2 separate regions of the Mus musculus genome follow, and region 2 is linked to region 1. Evidence: chromatin contacts called from public HiChIP or PLAC-seq data. All regions are on one chromosome and are shown on one strand. The core of a region is the stretch at or near the end of the contact, and the rest is flanking DNA. Distances in the headings are between cores, read along the strand shown. Region 1 overlaps Gm31449 (a long non-coding RNA gene). Region 2 holds the start of Dmtf1 (cyclin D binding myb-like transcription factor 1).

What was found. HiChIP or PLAC-seq counts read pairs in DNA pulled down with a chosen protein or histone mark.
Region 2: a contact with region 1 is called in an H3K4me3 HiChIP or PLAC-seq map of intestinal villus epithelium, with 8 read pairs. The contact joins the promoter of Dmtf1 here to the enhancer-like site in region 1. A contact is called at or near these places in 1 of 484 Hi-C or Micro-C datasets (MC3T3-E1-derived osteoblasts), 2 of 115 datasets of contacts at active chromatin or transcription factors (intestinal villus epithelium and large pre-B cells) and 3 of 9 other capture datasets (adipose tissue, liver and pancreatic islet).

The regions. Positions count from the first base shown.
Region 1 is chr5:9,076,141-9,082,980 of GRCm38.p6, forward strand. It overlaps Gm31449 (a long non-coding RNA gene), which reads left to right. Exons shown (of 5, transcript XR_868245.2): 2 at 4,695-4,792; 3 at 6,827-6,840. Among named protein-coding and RNA genes, the nearest start is that of Gm31449, 5.9 kb to the left of the region's middle. Within about 2 kb of position 4,466, at least 5 of the 459 cell types and tissues checked have an H3K27ac peak or open chromatin away from gene starts, as enhancers often do. A contact at or near this core is called in intestinal villus epithelium, where this site is marked.
Region 2 is chr5:9,159,067-9,166,276 of GRCm38.p6, forward strand. Dmtf1 (cyclin D binding myb-like transcription factor 1) reads right to left here and starts at 2,710. Exons shown (of 18, transcript NM_011806.3): 1 at 2,548-2,710. Gm46901 (predicted gene, 46901) reads right to left here and starts at 1,844. Exons shown (of 1, transcript NR_166570.1): 1 at 1-1,844.

The DNA.
Region 1 (6,840 bases), core at 3,216-5,715:
GCCAAGTAGTGACTCTTCCTAACGAAGAAGCATTCAAATATTCGAACCACCTCACCAGCTTTATGCTTTCTAACCTAACATCCAGAATTAGCTAAAATGTGGAGCATTGGTCACTAAAACACCAATGTAGAAGATTCTGCCAAGAAAGTAATTTGACAAAGTTCTTTTATATCTTAAAAAGGTATACCTTATCCTGATGGTTAATGATTGGCTACAGGATCTAAAATCTCTAAAAAGACAAGCATATGAATGTGTCTGTGAAGGATCATCTACATTTAGTTAACCAAGGTTGGGGAGACCCACTGTAGATGTGGGTGTGACTGTTCTGTGGGCTGGAGTTCTAGACCAAACAAAACGGAAAGTAAGCTCAGGAAAAGTCGTCATCGTTCTTTGCTTCTTGAGTGTGGATGGATATGACCTGAAACTCCTGTCATACATCCTGCTTTCCCCATGATGAGGGACTTCCATCTGAACTATGATAAACCCTTTGTCCTCAGGTTGCGTTGATCAGGTATTTTATCACAGCAATAAGGAAAGTGAAAGGCAATTCCACTTGTACAAGTAGATTTAATAAAGTCATTTTTCCCATATTTGCTACAAATATGTTCCGTGCATCAAAGCTGGACATAACCTAAATAATAATAATTTACATTTCATTGAGCATTTACTACATCCCAAGCACTTGCCTAATAGTGCATATAAATTAATTCATTTAAATTTCACAAACAACTAACAGACAAGCATGAAATGCAGAGCTAGTAGGTAATCTAGTCATATACCGAGAGTGGGCAGTCAGCACTTCTCCTGGCACTCTCTCACAGCATTAGTTCCTAGCCATTCACTCTACTCCCTTTCTAACACTCTGATCTAAACATCCAATGATGGAAAGTGTGTGGGTGTGAGCATGTATGTTAGACAGGGAGAAATATATCCTCAGTGTACAGAAATGACAGGACATAAAGTTATGGCCTATATTCCTTAGGAGTAATGCAGAAGAGAAAAACAAGAGAACCACTGGGTTGTATGACTCCTAGCATTTTTATGCAAATGTAATCATTGAAAACTATAACGGCAGAAAGACAGTTCACAAAAGAAGAAACACAAGGGTCAATTAAGTACTTTGTGTTCAAGATCCTTAGCCACCAGAAAAACACCAATAAAAAATACTTTGACATTCTATGTCACCTCAGTCAAAATGCTATCATTTGTTAGGAAAGAGGAATCCTTATTCATGGCTAACAGGAATGTAACCTAGTACATCCATGATCCTAGTACATCAGTATAGAGTGTTCTAAAATCAATTAAAATCTGGACTACCAGACGACCCAGGTATATCTCCTGGACATATACCCCATGAGTTTATTGCATTATAGCAAGAAAATGCAACCAGTTTAGGAATCTATCAGCCAGTAAATGAATGATAAAGACATGGTAAACATACATAATTGAATTTTATTCAGCTGTAAAGAAAAATTAAATGAAATATGCAAGAAAATGTATAGATCTGTAAAATATATTAAGCAGGGTAACAGACTCAAAAGTCACGTTCTCTCCCATATACAGATCGACTTACAATGTTTATGTGTGCGGATATAAATGGAGGTGAGTGTGGGTGTGAGCAATGGAACTAGAAAGACCACAAGGGGAGGAAATGGAAGGTGGGAAGGACAGCAAGACACAGTCAACACAGAAGTGGAGGCTATGATCAGTGGTGGGTGTATAAATAATTCAGGAAAATGGGGGAGACATGAGAAGAAGAAGCAACAAAAACAAATTGTGTTAGAAAATGTCATAATAGGGCAGATGAAATGACTCCACTGGTAAAGTTATCTTGACCTCCACACATGTGTATACACACACACACACACACACACACACACACACACACACAGAAGGGGGGGGGAGAGAAAGAAAGTATATGTAATTTTAGAATGTTTCAAAGAAAATGCTACAATAAAACACAGTGTCGTGTACACTAATTTAAAATTTTTAAATGTCAAACAATGATGACTAACTATAGAGTTGTGGTAATAGTATCTTTGAGACTTTTATATTTTTATTTTTTGTATATATATACACATACATATATACATACACACACATATATATTATACACACACACACACATATATATATATATATATATACATACTTGAATACACCACACACACATAATATATATATATATATATATATATATATATATATATATATATATATACTTGAATACACCACACACACATATGTCTATACATACACCTTGACATAAGTGTACCCATGTAAAACTCAGAGGTCCCAGAGACTGAACTCAATCATCAGGCATAGCAGCAAACACCACTACCCACTGAGTCATCTCACACACACATTGACCCGAAGTCTTTGAAAAAAAAAATGTTAAGTCACAACCTTGCCCATCCATAAGAGATCAAATGTCAGCTGGCTCCTACCAGTATAGCTGTGCAGGTGGGCATGGATTTCAGTATCATCTCAGTTGGTAAAGATCATATACACACACACACACACACACACACATATACACATATATATATGTATGTATGTATATGTGTATATATATATATACATATATATATATATATATATACATACATATATATATATACACACACACATTGCTGTACATAAACACATAGGAAACAAAAATGTCATGAAACAATATTCAATGTTTGTAAATATCATGCACTATTGTATTCAGTTCTATGCTCCATTCTTAAACTTCTAGGTGTCAGCTTCTCATTGATTTTGTCATCCTATGTTAATGCATTCTTAAGACAATCCTCAAGGAAAACCAAGGTTCTTGTCATGAATAAAGTATCCGAGAGAGGGTACCACAATTCTAGCTAGAGCACACCATCCTGAGGGCCTGCCATTGGCGAGCAAGTGAAGGGATGTTGAAGCTGTTTGTAGGAATAGAAAAATGGACCAGGAGTTGGCACCTAACCTAGAGTAGCTAGTAGCTAGTCTTACTCTTGCTATCAGAAAGCCTGGCCCTGTTATAGAATGATGGGCTCCACCAGACTCAGTGCCCTGTATAAGTAGAAAGTATTGTAAGCCTTAGTTAGTTGGTGAAGTAGGAGAAGATGAATACCCTCAATATAGGAAAGGGATGGAATGAAGGAAAATGCACTGGGCGAGCTGTGTTTATGGCAGAATGGTGGTGTGAGCATGTGTGCTTCACAAGTAATCTTCTTCTGTAAATAAATGAATCCTAATGTTTCTTAGTGCAGTGAGGATTTTAGGGAACAAGACTGTTGAGGTGCACCTGGCCTGCCAGTATGAAGTTGGACAGTCCTCTGAGATAGGGATGGGGAGGAGTATAGGAAAGATGACTCAGAGGAAAAAATATATAGGAGGGTTGTCCAGTGAGTACGGCAGCCTCGAGTTTAATTCTCATAGGCTTTATATACTTTATGTTGTCATGGGAAACAAAGTCCAAAGCTAGCAGAAACAATGGTTGATGTGCATTGGATATCTGTTCCCATCTGGAAGCCTCCCTGTTCTTTTACCAAGATTAATAGAATGTTCAGCCCCTCACCTTGAACGTGTGTCAGCAGGCCAGGAAATCTGCCAGCAGACCCCAACCTGCCTTGACTCTGCCTGACAGGCAGGCTTCCACAGAATTAGACAAAATGGCTCCTGACATTAAAGACAACAGCTCAAGGTTGCCAACATACCCAGAAAATGTTCCAATATTTTTGCAACAAGGGACTTTGGCTACAAGGAAATTTTGAGACAAATGTCCTGAAGAATGATTTACATATGGAGCCACCATATGTAAAGCAGGGTAGAGAGGCCAGGGCCTCCTGGTGTTGGAAGCTGACTGTAGCTGAGGTAGAGGAGAACAGAAAGCAGAGAGCAGAGAGCAAAGAGCAGAGCATTCCATCAAAGGGCTCACACATTTGAAAGAACTCAGTGAAGACTTTGTGATTTTTTTTTACATAAAAAGTATGAAATGTTTGTTATGTAAAGAGATATAATTTGTGTTGATTATGAAGCATGGCAATAAAACAAATGCATATTTATAACTAAGCTTTAAAAACTAGAACATGAGTAATATCTTTGAGAGTCTCACATGTCCCTGAATCTGTCACAGTCCTCCACTTCCAGATGGCACTTTGGACTTTCATGTTAATATTTCACCTATGTAGATCTCTATAACAGGAATCTCACAACCATAGCACAGGGCATCCCTAATCTAATTTATGATGAGAGTCAGCATATAATGAGAGTAAAAAGGCAACTTCAATGTATATGGCATATTACTAATACTTATTTAGATTTATTAGCCCTGCATAAAGAGGTTGTGGATTTAAGAAATGCAAAGCCTTTGTCTTTTGATGCTGCTAGCATTGCAAATGATATTCTGAAAAAAATTACAGGCTGTGTTGCCTTCATGGCCCTTGTTTACACCTCTCTTATTGGGTGTGACGGGACTTGGCTCTATGATCCTTTTTTTTTTTAAAGATTTATTTATTATATATAAGTACACTGCAGCCGTCCTCAAACATTCCATAAGAGAGCGTCAGATCACATTATGGATGGTTGTGAGTCACCATGTGGTTGCTGGAACTTGAACTCAGGACCTTCAGAAGAGCAGTCAGTGCTCTTAACCGCTAAGCCATCTCTCCAGCCCCCTTATGATCCTTTTTATGGCATGTCTGTTACCTGTTCTTTAGAGAGGAATCATCAGAGCTTTTACAGATGTCAAAGCAGAGTTACACAAATCAAGCTCCAGAAGAAGTCTTTCCTAGCAGAAGTTGGTAGTCAATGACAGGTAAGGTCATCTTGAAAACTTTCTAATTTATAGTGAGATAACCTTCTCAACCTAAGAAAGGCCACGAGATACAAGATTACTCATGTGCCAATGACAGGTAAAAGCAGTGTTTTTAGATGGCAACCTAAGACAGGCACGACTTTCTGCTCTGTGACTGATAAGGTGTGCAGCTCTTACAGATAAAAAGTCAGGTAAGATTCTCTCAGTGGTAGATCAACCTAAGATAGGGCATGAATGCTAGGATTCATGTACTGATGACGGATAAGGTCCACACCTCCTGAGGGGATGCCTAAGACAGGCCCAGTCTTTCTGTGCCAATAGGTGAAACAGCTTTGGCTTATATAGATTAGAAAAGGGGGTGTGGGAGACATGTAGGGAGCACAGCTAGAGATAACTTTGGCTGACTTCTTGCTTATGATTAATCCTGAAAGAGTCTACTAACATCTGTCTTTTGTTTTAATTAAGACATGCATTATATTCTGCCAAGTTCCTCAGTTTACACATATGTCCTTGAGAGACTGTCCAAGCCTGAAGGAAATGGCCTTAGTCAAACATAGATACTATGTACCATAACTCACCATGTAAGCATTTGTGGTCATTGTTTCCTGGAATTGGTCATGCTTTCTGTTGCTTGTCTTTAAAAGATACTGAGGAAATACACTCGCTGCTGGAGTAGTATTGACCAGTAGCCCTCCCATATCTGTCTCTTGCATCTTCTTTCTGCCTTTCCTATAATCATCCTCACTGACCCAGTCATGGTTTTCATGTTGACTGACCGGCAGGCTCTGAGAGCATCTTTACCACATGCACTCTGGGAAGATGTAAACATTCCATCTCTCATAGTTCACAAAGTTTTGATGTTTCACAAAACTTTACTCAGGCTCCTGAAACTTAAGAACCCTCTACCTTATATATCAAAGCCCGTCATTTGTTGGTTTTCTCATCCTCCACCAACCCTGGGTAATGTCTGATCATCTTGGTCTGTCCTCAGCAAGAATCTATCCCAGTTTATAGCTGTTTGATCTATTTACTCCTGATAATACCACTTGGTGAATTTCTATTCACTGAGTTACATTCTGCTCCTTAGCTGTAAATCCCTACTTCGTAATGCATTCAGAACTGAGACCAGTCTTTCTCTCCCACTGAAGAACCCCATTATTGGTATACTTGATTCAGAATAAAATTTTCCTCAGTTTGTGATTGAATAATCTTCCACAAGTATTTGGGTTGGGAGGGCTAGAGGGGCTGGACATTGAACTCAAGACTATACGTAGTGTAGGCAGCAGAAATCTACTACTGCTACATCTTCAACCCTTGGTGTATGTTTTTTTTTTCACACAGCCACAATCACAGGTTTGGTGTGACAGATCTTTGAGATCACAGTGTCAGAAAACCTGTTAGTGAAAGAAGGTGTTTGCATTAGAGATTTAGAGACTGTGCTCATATTGGTATTAAAATGGGATGAGAAAGCAGCATACTGGGTGGTATAGATGGGGTTCCTCCCCTCCTGTATTCTCAGAGCTAATAACTTTTCCCCAAATAAAGCTCAGGAACATATGTTTGCTCTCATTGCAAAGCCATAGGGAGTGGTGCTAAGATTTTCATTGCTAAGAAGACAAATAACTTAAGGAAAAAAGTATGAATACTGCTGAACATATTACAAAATAATTTCTTTTTAAAATCTGTGTGTGTGTGTCCGTGCGCGTGCGCGTGTGCGTGTGTGTGCGCGTGTGTGTGTGTGTGTGTGTGCGTGCGTGTGTGTGCGCACGCGTGTGCGTGTGCGTGTGCGTGTAGAGGTCAGAATAGGGAAGCAGCCCCACAGGAGCTGGAGTCACAGGTAGCTGTGAGCCACCTGATACAGTGCTGAGAACTAAACTCTGTAATACATGCTCCTCTCCTGAGGGGGTCTTTGCTAACACCATGGCAGCAGAATGTTAATCCACATGAGTCAAGAAGGAAGCCTGGTTTAACACAGTTCAGTTTCGGGAATTAGTTTAAACTTCAAAAGTCTAACACTGGGATACTTTATTTTAGACATATTTAAACAC
Region 2 (7,210 bases), core at 1,460-3,959, 81 kb after region 1:
TTGGGTTGCGTGTTTCTTATTAAGCATGTATCCTCATCGATGCTAATATAAACTACTGCAAATCAAGAGACTAAGATGAAAACTGTGGAGTTTTACGACAATATTCCATCTTTGAAGAGACTGAACTTTTGCTAGTTCTTTCAGCCAAGCTACTAACATGCTCAAGAACATTTAATACTATGTACTTAGCCACTATCCTTCTGTGTGCTCAGCCTGTTTAAGTTTAATCCTCCTTTATGATAACAATGTAGTCAACCGGGCTGGTGAGATGGCTCAGCGGGTAAGAGCACTGACTGCTCTTCCAAAGGTCCTGAGTTCAAATCCCAGCAACATGGTGGCTCACAACCATCCTCAACGAGATCCGATGACTTCTTCTAGTGTGTCTGAAGACAGCTACAGTGTACTCACATATAACAATAAATGAATCTTTAAAAACAACAAAAATACCAAAAAAATGTAGCCAACCTTATAATGCTGTGGATTTCCCACGTATGTTGGAATTAGCTATTCCAACATAAGCTGAATGCATAATTTTAATCATATTATGTATTTGTCCATGGTCCTGACCCAGAATAATTTGTGAATATTCTGATCATCATTGCTGAAAGCAACCAACAGGTTGAAAGCAACCCCAAATAAAACATATTTACTATAAATATTGAATGCTAAATATGGATATAGTTTGATAACATGGTTTAGTTCTTTCCCAAACATTTTCTGTGCTATTTAATAAATGCAAAGCAAGGCCTTTGTTTGGGACAGACACAGAATGATATAGGCAAGCACAACTTGAAAGAGAGAAAGAAAGGAAGAAAAGACCAACCAGAGGACACTAGTAACTATTTTCCAGATACACTCTATTTCCAACCTCAAACCTTAAGACTAAAACTGATTTCCTCCTTCGAAAAGTTAAAACCTGAATACTTGGAAAAAAGTGTATTTTGTATGTATCCCCCAAACTGCTAAACATACAGATATGACAAGAAAATGGTAACAATACCAGGTGTCTCCCTCAACTGAAAGAGTCAGTGGACCAGGCAGGTTTCTAGATCATCCCCCTGAACAACAGTTTGGGTAAGACTATCATAATCTAAAGTAATGAAGAAACGTTAGCTTACTTGATGGTACTCAAAAGCACCAGGGAAAGACAGTAGTGGGATAAAAGCATAAAATAATAAATAATATTCTTCATATAGATAGGAGTGTTTTTTCACGTCTGTGGAGAATATCATTAGTCTCTCACTGACCTGGTACACTCAACATAACAATCTTTGAAATGGATTTTAAGTTTGTCTAAGTTTAACCAAATATACAAAATTGTATCACTATTCTACCACAGTAAAAAGCTAGTAATATTTTGTTATTATAGTTGTTTTAAATGTTATAGTAAATTACTCGAATTATTAAGGTAAATTTAAGACTGGCCTAAAGAAATTTGCAGTACCAGAAATAGAAAATCTATAAGGAAAATAGCCTTTGATGTTTGTAAAACTTTCAATATAATCAAAGGTCTTTTCTTTCTTAATTTACAGCCTAAAAGCCACAAAAGTTATTTACAACACGAAAATATAGCTCTAATTAATAAAAGTCAGTACATCTAGCTTAAGACATAACACATCACAAACAGTACTGAAATGCATTTTTCTTTGGAGGTTGTCCCAAAGGAAGTCTAGCTGTCAGAAAGAGGTACAAGGGCTGACAAAAGCAATCACGGGCTATCACTCTTTCTTTAGCTACACCGAAGTCTTTAACTATAAAAACATATGCTGTATCACTGAACAGCACAGGATGGCACTGGACCACTTCTTTCGGAGTAAAACTCGTTAAGGTTGCGGGGAGATTCTCAAAAAAAAAAAAAAAAAAAAAAAAAAAAGTTCTTGCTAGAGGGCCAAAGAGGGTTTTGAAACGCTAAAGGTCTGCTCCGCACGATCCTGACAATTACTAGTTGGCTGGGCCAGGACTCTCCCCGCACCCCAGGCCACGTCCCGCGCGGTCTCTAAAGAGAAAGTCCGACTGGCAACCATGACTTCCTTCGCTGAGTCCAACCGGCGAGGGGCTCACGGGCCAAACGAGCCGAGGAGAAATGGTGGGCTTGGGACGACCCCCGCCCCCACTGCCCTGCCCACCCCACCCACGCAGCCGAGGGGGCTCAGTGCACCCCAGCCAAGCCAGGCTGGCAGCTCCGCCGCCCAGCACGCACACGCCCGCGGGGCCCCCGGCGCCGTCCTCCGCGACTCGGGCCCACCCCCAGGGGTCCCGGCGCCATTTAGTTCCTCCAGCCCGCCGCCATTTTCCGCCCCCACCGGCTCGCCGCTGCGCCCCAGGGATCGCTCGGGAGTTCCAGCCGCCAGCGGCCGCTTGAGCCGGCGACGGAGACCGCGGGCGCGGCGTGCGGGGCCTGCCGCGGCGGCTAAGCGAAGCCCGGACTCCGACCCCGCCCGCGGCACCCAGCCGGCGACAGCCAAGGCCCGCGAAGGGGCCGGCTCGGCCGCACTGGGCGGAGCGGCTGCGGCGGAGGCCCGGACCTGAAGGTTCCATCGCACTTACTTCCTGTTTTGGGTCCGGGCACTTTGGAAGAACCAGGATGGAGGCTCCAAAAAATACCAGGATGGAGGAAGCAGCCGCGGGAGAGAGTGGCTGCAGCTGGGGTGAGCGAGCGCAACCAGCCACCGGAAACGGAGCCGCGAGGCCGCGCCCCGCCCCCGCCCTCCCAGCACCCCCCCTGCGGCCCGCCTCTCCTGGGGGGCGGGCCCGCGCGCCACCCCCGACGTCACTTCCGTCTGCGTCGGCAAGCTGATGGGTTGCTGCGGAATCGAGCGCCATTCTCAGCGAGCGATAGGGTCGGACGGTCGCCGTCGAGCTGTGGCGGGTGATAGACGTAAAGGAGGGTCTTTCCCTTGGCAGGCGTCTGCACCATCTGTCTTTTAGTTTCCGCAATCTCCGAAGCGAAGAGGGAGCGGTGTGTCTCTATAATTCTTGTGAAAGGTGACCTCCGTGAGTGTGACCTCGCTTTTAGGAGACTACAGTTCTTTATGCATTTAAAGTTCAGTGCTGGTAGCTATGCCGAGTGCAGCTCTATTTTCTGGATTCTTAGAGATGAACAAAATAGAAGCCCTGTTCCCATGCCAATCTTTAAGAATCAGGTTCATACATGAATAGATGCATTTTGACCATATTTACTCCTTCCTATCCACTCCAACTCCTCCCCGTGTTTTCCCTGACATGCCCCCGACTCAAATTCATGTCCTATTGTAGGGGTGTATTTCTGGGTACACACATGTAGCCCAGATGTACTTCAGTGTAGGGCTGCGCCCCGCTTGGACGTGGGAAAACAATCTGATCTCTTCAGGAAGGAAGTTGACTCTTCCTCAGCAGTCTTGACTGCTTGTAGCTCCCTAGCCAGAGATGGAACCTTGTTCGCCATCCATGCTGGAATGTGGAGTGGAGTGGTGGTATGCATGGGACCACAGCTGCTGAGTGGTGGGTGTTAAAACAGAAGTCTTCCCATTCCCCTGACTCTTTCAAGTTTTCTGCCCCCCATCTTCAGCAACGCTCCTATACCTTTGGTGTAAGGATTGCATTATAAAAACCCACTTAGGGATAGGCATTCTACAGTCACTTAACTGCACACTGGTCAGATGTGGTTTTCTGCCATAAACACTGCTACAAAAAGTGCAGACTCTATGATGAGAACATCAAAAAAGTTGCCTTTTGCCCCATGCTGGGCACAATTGTTCGAACCTATTAATTTCAGCAGAGAAGAGGTTGAGGCAGAAAGAAGACTGGATTTTGAGGCAGTGTTGGCTACATAGAACACATCTCAACCAAACCAAACCAACCCAAAAGTTCTAAGATACACAATTCTGAGCATTGGGGTTCCTATTGGTGTTGCTTTTATGATTCAGCAGATACACGTTATACTTTGCTTTCCTTTCACTACTAGTGATACACAAAGTCCCATTCCTAATCAAGAAGCTGTTTGCAAATGGTAGATCTGGGGAAAGGGAAAATCATTTTTTCCCCCCAGGGGAGTGAAATTAGATGTATCAGGCATACTCTTAAATCAAGCAAGGTTCATAGGAGTTGATGGCCAATGCAATTTGGAATCACAAGTTTTTTACAGCAGCTTTATTCACATTTGCCAAAACATGCAACCAACCAAGAGGCTAACCAGGAGGTGAATGAATAAACAAGCAGGCACATCTATTCAACAGAACTTTATTTGGCACTAAAGTAGTGAAGAATTAAAATATATGTTACGTAGTAAAGAAAAATCATCCAAAAATTGATGTATGCTAAGACTATGCCATTCTGATTGTCTTATTTTTCTACTGTTATGAAGAGACACCATGGTGAAGGCATTTTACAGAAGAAAGTTTTAATTGGGGCTTGCTTACAGTTTTAAATGATGAGTTTATAATCATCACGGACGGAGGGGAGCATGGCTGCAGGCAGGTAGGAATGGGGCTTGAACAGTCCTTGAGAGCTTACATTCTTAATTGCCGAGCCATTTGGGTATGTGTAGGCTTCTGAAAGCTCAAAGTCTGCACCCAGTGGCATGCCATTTCCAACAAGGCCACACCTAATCCTTCCCAAAGAATTTCACCAACCAGAGACCAGACATTCAAACATGTTAGCCTGCAGGGGCCATTCTCATTCAATCTGCCAGTGGTGATATTCTGTAAAGGGCATTGCTATGGAGACAGTAAAATTAGTGCATCCAGGGGTGGAGAAAATGAATAATGTGCGGGGGTTCCTATAGCATCAAGGGCTCTGTGTGCTGCTGAAATAGCATGCCTTTATAGTTGCAGCAAAACCCACAGGTCTGATAGATAAAATAGAATGAACTCTAACATAAACTATATCTTCTGTATTAATGGTGTGTCAGTATAGGTTCATTCGTTATAACAAATGCCCACTCTTGATTGTGTGTGTGTGTGTGGGAAGCCGTGAGGTATGTAGGAATTTTCTCTACTTCCTGCTTAATTTTGTGAATGTTAAAAAAAGTCTTTGTTAAAAAATGCTAAGAAAGGGCTAAATAACCCTGAACTTGAATAATGTAAGTCAACATTCTCTGTGTTCCTGTGTGTTGTTCATATGTGTTAAACTCATGTAATCAAATACTTAATTGAAGGTTCTACAAGTGAGTAACATTTTACTCAGGAACCAAATGCAGTTGTAGAGTGTGTCCAGGTCACACAAGCAAGGGGTACACTCAAAATTGTAGCCTACTCACCCTGCTCTATTTCAAAAATATACTTTGGCAAGTGTCACCTCATGATGAAAACAAAACATAGCCAGGAGCTGGAGAGATGGCTTAGTGGTTAAGATTACTGACTGCTCTTAATATATATATATATATATATATATATATATTTATAAATATCTTCACTAAGCCAAAGTAGTAGTCACACTTAAATTTCAGACTTCCAGCTTATTCTTATCCACAGAATCTTAGGTAAGCTTGCACTCTACTGACATACAAGATACGGAGGGAGACGTATGGAGGACAGGGTATAGAGCTTCCATGCCATCTTTAGATGTGTCACATTCCGAAAGTGTATATATCTTAAGATATCCAGAAGCGATTCAGAACCCTACCCTGGGTTTATGGAGGCCATATTCAAATGTGTGATTGTGCAAAAGGGTATGATCAGAGGCTAAAACTCTTGAGTCAGAAAATCTAGCAAGGCTTGTAGATTTAGTTCTTTTTGTTTCTTTTTTTTTAATATGCAAAAATTTATTTGACCAAGATGTAGAAAAAGTGATACTATTATGTATGATACAATAGCAAGAACGTAAAGAACAGAGTATATTTTATCAATTGCACAGTTTGCTCAAAGTTCATCTCCCTGGTAGTGTGATGCTTAATAAATAGGAGTGAGGCGCAGGGTTCAGATAAGCTAGAAGCAGGGTGACTTTCAGTCGGGACTGTAAACTTGAGTTGGCCCCGCACTGCTGGGGAACGTGGAATGTTAGAGTGTGAGATGTTAACTGAGAAAGGAAAACTACAAAGCCAAAAAAGGAAAAAAAAAAAAAAAGTGCAGCCTACAGAGCACCTCACATCCAATTCAATCCGGAGGTCTTGGTCTTTTATTAGTGTCATTCCCGAAGGAATTCAAGTCTTGGCAAAGTCAAGCTTCCATTTGTTGTTCCCGGAACAATGGAGATGAAGTTAAGCCAATTTCTTTTTCCTTCAGTACTTTGCTGCTGGAAAGACCTTTTGTTGCCCAACACTTGGTAATACAACAATGCTCAATGTATTGAAGGCTACTAACCTTCGCTGTGTAGCTCTGGCTGAAAAGGGTTGGACTCTGCCATAGTCCCTGCTGGGCATATCACTAGACCACCGCAGAAAAGTCCAGGAACAAGACGCTTGCTCCTCAGCCGGGCGTGGAGGTGCACGCCTTTAATCCCAGCACTTGGAAGGCAGAGGTAGGCGGATTTCTGAGTTCGAGGCCAGCCTGGTCTACAGAGTGAGCTATAGGACAGCCAGAGCTATAAAGAGAAACCCTGTCTCGAAAAACCAAAAAAAGACACTTGCTCCTCAGAGAACAATTTTGGAGCTACTGGAAGATGTAACATGGAACAGCACTAAAGCTCAGTCAGAAGGCACATGGGCAACAGTGATCACCCCAGGATTCTCGCTTGGAATGCTTAAAGGACAGTCTGTTCTGCACGGGGGAGTGTGGAGCAGACTCAGTATGATCAGGCTAGTCTAGTTGTGCTTTATAACTTCCCATAGGAGACTGTTAATTTTCGCTGTGGGTGGAAAATTTCTGCATGTTTTCTTGTGACAACCCCTAGCCTCACAAAACTTCCCCAACAGCAGCCAGCTATGATTAGATACTTGAGCCTGTGCTTCAAAGTGTGGGGCTGACTACTTCCCAAGAACCAAATGCCCTCAGCCGTAAGCAACTATGCTCAGTGTGAAATTCCCTGCCTATCTTAGGAATAAATGCAATTTAAGAATAAGAATAATCAGAGTAGCTGGTGTATGGCATTATTTTTTTATGGCCCTTGAAATGGGATCCTTCAGATAGGGGTCTTATTTTTTATTTCAAATAAAGTAGAGAAAAAAATTTATTTCTGTCTGGAAAACAGAAAGGCGAGGAAAGATTATTGTTTAAGACAATTTTCTCTGTAGATCTCCAGACAGCTCATTGAGATAGCTCAGCTCTCAAAGACCAAAGCCCAGTCTTTTATTTAC